2 separate regions of the Mus musculus genome follow, and region 1 is linked to region 2. A link is a contact called in public HiCAR-type data. All regions are on one chromosome and are shown on one strand. The core of a region is the stretch at or near the end of the contact, and the rest is flanking DNA. Distances in the headings are between cores, read along the strand shown.

Evidence for each region. HiCAR-type assays count read pairs that join an accessible place to other places.
Region 1: a contact with region 2 is called in a HiCAR-type map of astrocytes, with 5 times the contacts expected there. The contact joins the promoter of Col12a1 here to the promoter of Ooep in region 2. A contact is called at or near these places in 3 of 39 promoter capture datasets (hippocampal neurons, liver and pre-B cells) and 1 of 115 datasets of contacts at active chromatin or transcription factors (astrocytes).

Annotation. Positions count from the first base shown.
Region 1 is chr9:79,716,941-79,721,771 of GRCm38.p6, forward strand. It overlaps Col12a1 (collagen, type XII, alpha 1), which reads right to left and starts at 1,782. Exons shown (of 66, transcript NM_001290308.1): 1 at 1,479-1,782.
Region 2 is chr9:78,375,161-78,380,414 of GRCm38.p6, forward strand. Ooep (oocyte expressed protein) reads right to left here and starts at 3,428. Exons shown (of 3, transcript NM_026480.3): 1 at 3,194-3,428; 2 at 2,815-2,997; 3 at 1,743-2,531. The coding sequence starts at 3,368. The coding sequence ends at 2,395. RefSeq lists cis regulatory regions at 1-1,319, 1-1,319 and an enhancer at 1-250.

The DNA of each region.
Region 1 (4,831 bases), core at 532-3,031, 1.3 Mb after region 2:
TAGAATGCAGTCCGCAGTTGTGCTCACGAAAAGTTAAAGAGTGGTAACCTACCCACAAAAATCGGTGTGCAGTATTTGGGGGGGGGGGGGGTGTTAAAAGGGTGAACAAAAAACTTGAGTTAGTCTAGTCTTAGTCTAGTGCGCCACCTATCGGCTTCCTGTCTCAGCATCAAGAATGAATCACTTCTCTTTGGGGTATCTGATGAATAACTCAGCCATCTCAGCCAGCCAAGAATTCCGTTCGTATACGTTTTAAAGAAAAACTTCTCTCTCCTTCTTAGCCAAAACATTTATCGGAGTGCTTAGCAACACTTCATTGAGCATTCTCAGACATAGATGTCTGAAAGCGGTAGCCCTTACGTGGCAGTAGGATTTCCCTCACTTCCCCTCATGAATGAAAATGAATCAACTGCCCGGAGTGGGGGCACTATGGGAACTGGTCTCTTTCGGACAACTTGCCCCTCCCCCACCCCTTGCTGGAAGGAGCCAACTTCTTAACTCTCTCAATTTAACTTTTTTTTTCAAACGCACACACAGGCACACAAATGTTTCGTGGGCCCATCTAGAGTCCAGGCGTCACCTACGTCTTCTATAAAGGCTACCTAGCCAAGGACGAGCTTAGACTTGTTTCTTCGCCCCCCTCCCCCAATCCTACCCCAGTATTCTTTAGAAGACCCTAACCTTGGAGCTGAGAGGAGGTGTATGCCAAAGATCTGAATTGGTCAGGGGATGGTGGCTGAGGAAGCCAGATGCAGGTCCCATTTGTCAACTGCTCTCAAATGCACTGACTCCACGCACTCTGATCTGTGCACTCAAAGACTGGAGGAGAACCCTCCTCAAAGGTCCCATTGACTGACCCTGGGTAAAACTTAATCCCAGTGCATTCAGGAGGAACCCAAAAAGGAAGTCTCAGAAGCTGCGAGAGCTGGCCTAACCCAGCAGCACTTTGAAAGCAGTGGAGGATGGAGCCAGGGCAGCTCCCCCGAGCATCTGGAGATGCCACTAGCGCCTAGTCTCCCCAAGCTGGAGCGCTTTCCACTGGCCCTCCATGGAATTCTTCGCGGAGCGTACAGTACTTCACTTCGTTTTCTGGCAATGCCTTGAGTCCCTGCTGCAAGCCTGGAGTCCCTGGCAAAGCCACCAGATTATAAAGAGCGACCTATGCAGCCCGTGCACTTCACTGAAAGCGACAGAGACTATAGAGGACATTGCCCTACAGATGGATACACTGAGTCCCACTTGGCACACAAGCAAGCCACCTTTCCTTCTCCCTCCAAAACTCCAAAGAAACCGCCAAACTCCTGTGCCACAGATCTATCTCGGGCACACTAATCAATCGCTTCCAAAGCCAAGCAGCCCCTGCTGGGCATTCTGCCAGCCCCGGGTTAAGGTGCAAGCAAGAAGCCACTTTCCCCAGTTATCTTTGGGAAAGGGCGCGAGGGGTGGGGGTTGGGGTGGGGAACAGAAGCCAGACTGACCTGAGCCGGAGGTGACAGAGGGAGCGGGCGTCCAGCAGCCTGCGCGTGGGACCCCCCGGGCCTGGGAGGGCGCTGCGCTCCGGGAGCACCTGGCGGCCGCCGGTGTGGAAAAGGCGATGGGAGCACCCAGCAGCAGCGCCTAGTGCGCAGAGTGAGCGGAGGCAGGGGGACTGAATGCAGCTGCGGGCGGACGCGTCTGCAGCGGCCGCCTTTGCCGACTGGGAAGAGACTCCGCGCCGCGGGCTACTTAATAGAGGGCTGTTCCCGGCTCTCAGTTTACTCGGTTACGAAACGCCTGAGAAGGTGGAAGGCTGCCACGGGTGATGTATGCTCCTCGGCGGTGAAGGAGGTCTACTTTTGGGAACGTGTGCATACTTCGAGCATTCCTTCGGCGTGAGGTGGCGATCGCCGTAGTAGCAATGCCCCTCCGGGGGCGGGGAGGAGGGAGGGAGAGAGGGGGACAGCCGCAGCCGGGTTCCCTGCCAAGGGAGGCCGCGGACTCCTCCGCTTGGGGCGGGCTAGGGGGCTCGGGTTTCCCTAACCCAACGAGTTTCTTTAATACGTTTATTTTTCTAAAATAAGAACAATGGAGAAGTGGGGAACGGATCTTCGTTTCAGAGCAGCGGGATGGGCATCCCCTTTGTCCCTCACCATTGCATCTCCGGCCGCCACCGTCCCCACGTCCACCTTCCTCCCCCTCTGTCCTGGGTGCACTTAAAACCGATTTACAGGCTTTCCATTAACTAACTGTCTGTGCACGCGGCGGGCCTCTGTCTTTCCCAGTCTCCAAGGCGCGACTTTGAAAACTCCGACAGCCGCCTGCCTGCTCCCGGCTCAGGGCTAGGATGGCTTTCCCAGGCCTGTCTGTCTAACCTAGTTTTTCAGGATAGAGATGGGAGGCTTCGATTCAGTCTGGAGGGAGGGAGAGGAAAGTTATTGGTACCTGGGGGCGGGGGCGGCGGGGGCATCCCAACGGGACACTTAAGAACAAGTTTTATTCTCCTTAGAAATTTCTTGTCAGTTTAAGAGTAAAATCTGGCCCACGTTGGGGCTTCAGGCAGCTCTTCCCTAAAAAATTCCTAGAGGTGAAAAGGACGGAGAGGAGCTCGCTCGGGGACGCTCGCACGCAGGCGCGAGCTACTGAGAAGGCCAACTAGGAGCCGGATACTCCGCCAGCACACGGGCTCTTTTCTGCAGCTCCCCGGTTCCCGGCACTCCACCCCTTGGACGCAGTGGGAGTCTGGCACTTGAAGTTGCCAAATTGTACAAGACGCATGGGATGAAGTGTCCAGTAGTCACACGTTGTTATCCGGAAAGGGCTCGAAGACGGATTCCTACACGCGTTTGTGAGCTCAGAACTCGCTCCGCGAATTTCCCGCCCCTTGAAGCCCAGAGACGTCGCCTCAGCAGGGTTGGGCTAGTGGGTACTGGAAACAGGACAGGGCTCTAGACCCTGGAGTAGACCGCCCCTTGGTAGCAGAAGTTGCGAGCACACCTGACTTAAGCCTTTCTTCCATGCTTGATCTTACCTCTGCAGATTTGACTTCCCTGCTCTAGGCACATTAGTGTTGGAATTGACCAAAACTCTGCACGCTTTTTCCCAGTTCCCTTGCGCCTTGCCCCACGCACGGGCGGCCTCTGGCCAGAGCTAACCAGAGCAAGAGAGGAGCCTGGAAGAAAAGAAACGAGAAAAATGAGAATGGCCACCACCTCTGCACATTCTTGGAGCACGCAGGGCCCACTCAAAGGCCGCTGAGCAACTTGCACAAAGCGCCCACACAATGCGCAGGCTTTTCCCTCATGTCTCCACAGTTCTGGTGTCTGCCTAGACCCTCCAGCCAGGGTGTGAACGCATCTGGAAGATGCAAACACCAATGTATGCGACACAGCTGATCTTTTACATCCCTGTGATGCTCAGAGCCACCCAGGAGCAGCGAGCCCCCTCTTCATGCCTGAAGGGAACTCAGCTTCCAAGCCTGCTCTTCAGCAGGACATGCACATGTAGGGAAAAGCGTCCAGTATGGTCCCCAGACACGTAAAGGAAGGTGGCAACAAGACAGACCAGGGCTATGGTTCCAGCACCCCACTGTGAAGGTGAAGGACTACACCAGCCATAGAAGGACACACACACACAAGCACAATGACACTCCCTATCTAGAAAGGGAGAGCTGGACAAGTGGAGAGTGTCTATCCCTGTCTTCCTCTTGCTCAGTCTGCAGCCTGAAGACCGATTGGAAAAGACTTCTGGACACAAACATCCTCTCCAGCCTAGAGCTGCGAGCGGCAGGCACCCAGGCAGGGGCTCCTTTTGCTCAAGTCCTTTTTAACGGGGAGGCTGGGGGAGGGGGGAAGATATGCTGCAAGAAAGGTGGGTGAGGCAAACCAACAGCTACAGAAGCCCTTATCGCCTTCTAAAAAACAATCCCTGGACAAGATTTAGTGGTTCTAGGTGGGAGGCGGGGGGGGGGGGGGCGACTTGCTGGTGAAGGAGACAGTCACAAATGTATCCAAGCACGCTTATTCGCAAGGGGCCATGGGGCAATTCAAATCCTCGCAGCCTAAAGTCTGAATTGTTTGGTCTCCTGGGCCCTGTAAGCTTGACTCCAGTAAGGGGACAAACATGTTAGAACCCCCCCTCCTACCTGGTGCCTGTCAAAGGTGCGTTTGTTTCTTAACTCCCCTTGGAATCTGTTAAGTTTGCAGTAAAGCGGTGGGTTTTTGCTGACTGAAGCACAGCTGGTTGTATTTATTGAGTCTAGTTGCTTCCTGTGGGTCTTACTCCTGTGGCCATATCCCCAGGATCGGCCTATCCTCTCTCTCCCTCTCTTCTGTTCCCACCTCTTCTCCCTTCGAGTCCTGGGTTCCCGGGGGTTCAAGATCTACAGATCTCTTGTCACACAGCGCGACCTAGTGGATGACTAGAAATCTGAATCAAAATTATGGATTTTGAGAGCTGGGAACGATTGGAGGAAAAAAAAATCTGTCATTCAGCCACCTGGTTTTTCGGACTGATAATTGAAAGGGAATACAGACAAGGACTTGGCGTCAAGTTAAGGCACTCTGTAGAGAAAAGCCTGCCCCAGAGCTGTGAGGCTCTGGGCAGTTTTTGGAAATAAAATAAACAGGGGGGAAAGATCCATTTTAGGATGAAGCTGGGACACAGCACCAACACTAGCTTCTAGAAAACTAAAAGTGCATGAAATCAACTTAACTAAGGCCCCAGAGATAGGATAAACAGTTTTTACTCCCACCGCACATTCTAACTGGCCCACCCTTGCAGAGAGGAAAGAGAGACCTGGGTGAAAGTGTAGGCATTACTGAACACTGAGGATTCTGTGTGAGAGTCTGGAGAC
Region 2 (5,254 bases), core at 2,178-4,677:
GGCTACACAAAGAAAGCTATTCTTGAAAACCACAAACAGACAAAAACATAAAAGTACAGAGATTGAAGCAGACATCAGTTAACCTCTGGACTCTCCTTGCAAGTCTGTGTGTGTGTGTGTGTGTGTGTGTGTGTGTGTGTGTGTGTGTATGGGTGCACATGCACAGAATATTGGCAAATGGATAAGAGAATCCAGCACAGATCTGTTAAATGTGTTAACTTCTTTGGGCTATCGCAACAAAATAACCCAGACAGTTTAAACAACAGAAATGAGTCCCTGTAATTAGAGTTAGAAGTCCAAAATGGAATTGTCACTGCTTTAGTGTCTGGGTCTACTCTGGTCATCACATGATCTTCCCCAGGTTCACACCTTTGTTTACATTTTCTTTAGGAGTGCATGTTCACAGGTATAGTGATGAAATGACTTAATTTTATATTCATTGCATCCCTTTTTCCTCTGAGACTTGTGCTTGTATCTGCTGAGCCACCACTCTAGCCCCTTTTGAAAGGCTCTGGGGCTGGAGAGATGGCTCAGAGGTTAAGAGCTGAGGTCACGAGTTCAATTCCCAGCAACCACAGAGTGGTTCACAACCATCTGTTAATGGGATCTGATGCCCTCCCTCGTCTGGGGTCTCTGAAGAGAGCGACAAAAACCAAAAACAGCCTTTGTCAGAGAGAGGGGGGGGGAGGAAGGAAAAAAAGAGGCCGGTTCTATCTGTGAAGTGGAATCATGGCCTGGTGATTAAGAGCATCGGGTTGCTCTTCCAAGGACCCAAGTTTGATTCCCAACACCCACATGGAAGCTAACAATAGTTGCGGAGGGATCTGATGCTCTCTTCTGGCCTCTGCAGGCACCAGACACACACGTGGTGCACATACAGACATACAGATAGATACAGGCAAAACCACCCTTACACATAAATAAAAACAGCAAAGCTTTATCTGAAAATATGCTACTCATAGCCTGTGGTCCTGAGTTTGGGGGCTCAAGTATAGGCTAATAAATACAAATTCTGGTAGAAACATAGAATTTTGTCCAGAAGTTACTAAAAAGTTTTAAGTTTTATGCATGAACCTATTCATAAATCTGCTAATGATGATCAATCTGCTTAAACGGTATTGACTTTTTTTAAATCAAGTTCACACCAGAAAAAAAAAAGTATGACAAATTTCTGTGAGAAAACCGGAGTTCCTGGGGTGGGGCCCAGGTAACAGGAAGCATAGTAACAGCTTAGCAACCTTGAGCAGAAATGATTGCCCCAAAGTCATGTTTCAGCATCCTGAGCATGTTAGAGCTGCAAATTAATGTATCCTCTCACGGGGAATCACTGGAGAAGGGGCCCAGGACATTGTTTTGAGGCCCTTCCAAAGTGAATTCTCCTGTCCAACCCCATTCCTGGTACAAGGATTCTCCAGAATTCTGGCTGGCCTTAAATTCAAGAGATCCACCTGCCTCTGCCTCAGGTGCTGGGATCAAAGGCATTGCACCACCACTGCCCAGCTCCCAAGTGAATTCTTGCACACTATAAATCAATGGTTCCCAATCTTTCTAATGCTTAGGCCCTTTAATACATTTCGCGTTGTGTTGATTTCCAATCGTACATTTCTTTGCTACTTCATAACTCGACCACTCTTCTGAATTGTAATGTAAATATCTGATATACAGGATTATATTCTGATCCCAGGTTGAGACTACTGCCTTAACTGGAGTAGGTTAAAAAGTACAAAAGGGTAGCCAGAAATGGTGGAGCACACCTTTATCACAGAACTTGGGAGGCAGAAGCAGGTAGATCGGAGTTCAAGGCCAGCCTGGTCTAAATAGGAGACTCCAGGACGGTCGGGGCGACATAGATATTCTGTCTCAATAAGGAAGGACAAAGGGATCAAGAGCTGACATTTTAATGATGCCCTTTTCCCAAACTACTGGGTAACTTAAAATAATTTGCTTGGGCCAGGCATGGTGGTGCATGTCTTTAATCCCAGCACTCGGGAGGCAGAGGCAGGCGGATTTCTGAGTTCGAGGCCAGTCTGGTCTACAAAGTGAGTTCACGGGCAGCCAGGGCTGCACAGAGAAACCCTGTCTCGAAAAAACAAAACAAAACAAACAAAAAAAAAAAACTTGCTTGACACAGGAGTTAGGGCCCACTTTTAAGTCAACTGTGCCATTCTTGAGGGCCAGACTGAAGTGTTGTTAGAAACCGTAGGAATACAACCTACATACTCCCCGAACCATCAACTGAATACTCAAGTGTTTATAAATTTTACTGTATGTGATCAAACCAACAGCATACCAAAAAAAATTTTTTATATTGGAATAGTTCTACAAATTGCTATTTGCAAAGAAAAATAAACAGGAGGTGCTCGTGAAGGCGGGTAAGAAAATACGTGTAGTGATTTAAGACTCCATCTGTGTTTCTCTTCCCTCCAGCGGAAGCGGAAAGCCAGCCAGTTTTAGCCCTTTCTTACTTAACTTGCTTAGGATTGAGGAGGCACGAATTTTCAAGAACTCTTCAACTTCTTTCACCTTCACAGCTGGAAAAGGATCAACACCAACAGTCAGGCGGGAGGGGCGCAGAGTTTTAAAGAGAAGGGCTTCTGGACCTGGAATCTGGGAAGACTGGTGCCTATGGCTGAGCAGGGGGGGTTAATGGACCTTGGTGTGTCGGTCTTTCCCTACCTTCCTGCCATTTAAGGGCTTTGGAAAGGGATACCCAGGGACAATGTAGTTTCCTGGTGTTTGGAAACTGAAAGAAATTGTGAGAAGCTGAGACTCTCCCGCGGCTTACTCCCCAGGTGGGTCGTCAAAATCCCTTACCTCTTTGGAGTTCGTTTTCTTTGTGCCAGGCCGCCATGTTCAAGAGAATATTTTTCATTCGCGTCTGTGCACTGGGTTGTCCAAAGATGGTGATTTCAGCTAGGTTCCCAGAGTTGACGGAGTCCACTGTCAGCAGGGCTTGGCACATCCACTCTATTTCTGAGATTTCCGCTTGGTCTGTGCCTAAACAGGTGAGGAAGAGACTCTAAGCAATTAGAACGGCTTCAGATGGGAAGGCGCGGTCTTTGAAGGGCAGATTAGACTGAGGGATGGGGCATGGACTTGCTGCCCCTAGCAGAGTACAGAGAGCTAACCCAAACCTTTGCTGCCCCTAAAAGGATACAGAGAGCTAACCCAGACCCCCCTGGGGTGAGCTCACCTATGACCCTTTCTGCCACCCAGGCTTCCATGTAGAGCACCAGAGGATTACTGACTTCCTGAATTGGGAACCACCAGGGCCGAGTGCGAAGTCTCAGGGACACAGGCAGGACGTTAAGCAGCTTCTGAGAGTCAGAGTCTGGCTTGGCGTCAGCATCAGCCGTGTGGGATGCCATACTGCAAGCAGGAGGACGGGGCGCTGCTTGGCAGCCGGTCTGGTCTCGCTTTTCAAAGCTGCCCAGCCCGACCCCGCCCCTTCTATGCCACGCCGGCGCCCCCCCCCCCCCTCCAGCAAGGCGCGCACCGCGCAAGTGGGTAGGCTGGGTCTGCCAACACTAACAAAGGTCCTCTACCAGGTCTTCAGACTGTCACATTCTAGGCCCTGCCCAGGATACTGCTGACACGAAGAATTTGATTTGGTGGCTTAATTGGAATCACCTCCTGTGCTCTACTTAATTCCGTGTTACTTTCAAAGATATAGCCCAGGGTAGGCTAGTAGAGTCTGTAGAATGTGCCTCGTCTGCTGTCTGAATTGTTACCTTTAGAAATCCTTTACAACACAGATTCGTGTTTTAATCTAAAAGACAGAAGTGGGTTTTGAAACAAACATCACAAGTTTGACAGATTTTATTTCTAATCCTGTGTCATTTCTTCTTTAAGTGGAATTAATTCCTGATTAAGGTTTTTTTTTTTTTTTAATCATTTTAAACCTAATACAACGATGTCTGTCAAGGTTTGCATGTCTCGCTGGTTGTCATTCCCTGTCCCGAGGGCTGCTCTGTTTCTGTCAGCAGTGCTGACAAGCCTGCCTGCCCTCTGGAAATACAGAACAGCTTCCCGCAGGTCCATACATTTGCTTGAGCTGTTTTCTGGAGATGCTCCCAGCTGAAGTTACTTTTACTTAACAAGCACACACCAGCCCTGTCTCGAAAAACCAAAAACAAAAACAAAAACCAACAAGCACACACCAAGCCCAACCCTATGTTACCCTCCCCCGACACCACCACCACCACACACACACCCTGTGTCTGTATTTTCAGATTCCCTTAGGGAGCTGGGGCTAGCCACAAGTGTTGTTTGTCTGCATCAGTTTTTCAAAGATCTGTGAGGAAGACAATCCCTGACCATTCTCATCTGGACGACAGTTAATTTGTGATTTCCTTTTGTTTTGGAGGCAGAGTTTTTTGTTTGTTTGTTTTGGGGGGTTTTGTTGTTGTTTGGTTGTTGTTTTTTAATCCTAGCATCCCAGGTAGATAATATCACTGTACCTTACTTGCTAAGCCCATGCCAGCCCCCAGAGAGTTAAAATGCTCCCACTCTTTGATAGGCTTGGTGGGTGGGGGGAGACAGGAGTGCCAACTGTCTTAACCTCCAGCTGTCTGGGTTTGAGTTTGATTAAGAGGAAGGTGGAGGTCATGTGACTATTGCACCTCATTTTATCTGTAGCCTTAAACTCTTTGTACCCAACCCAAGCCAAGCAACAACCAAGACTTCCAACACTTTTGTCTCCCCTGTTATCTCTGGAGGGACTGGTCAGAACAGCTTACAGTTCGTGCAGCAGGGTACTGTGAGAGATCCATCCTGTTTTCTCTAAGTTTTATTCTTTCTTGTCTTGCTTCTCAGTCTAATCTTAACTCCTTGTGTTGGGGCAGGAGGCAGAGAGAATCGCTTTCACAACACCTAGGGATGTGTAGCCGTTCAACATCAGCATCTTTCTCCAACTCTTTTCCTGTTCTCTGTATCCAGACATGCTCTCACTGAACCTGACACATCCTCCAGGCTGGGCTGTCTGGCCAGGAAGATCTAAGGATGCTCAAGTATTGTTCCAAACCAGATGCATTTTAGCCTGACCCCAGACCTCATGTCACCCACATACCCAAACCCCTCTGGGTTTCTATCTCTCTGGAAGAGCTCCTGTTAAGTTGAGGACAGTTTGTTGGAAATATCTCCCACTGAGCGTCCTGCTGCCTGGTTGCTAAGGCCTGGAACATTGTAACATCCCCTGCTAGAGAACTCTACTACTCAGCTACATCCCTGCCCCACTATACTGCAGAAAACAAAA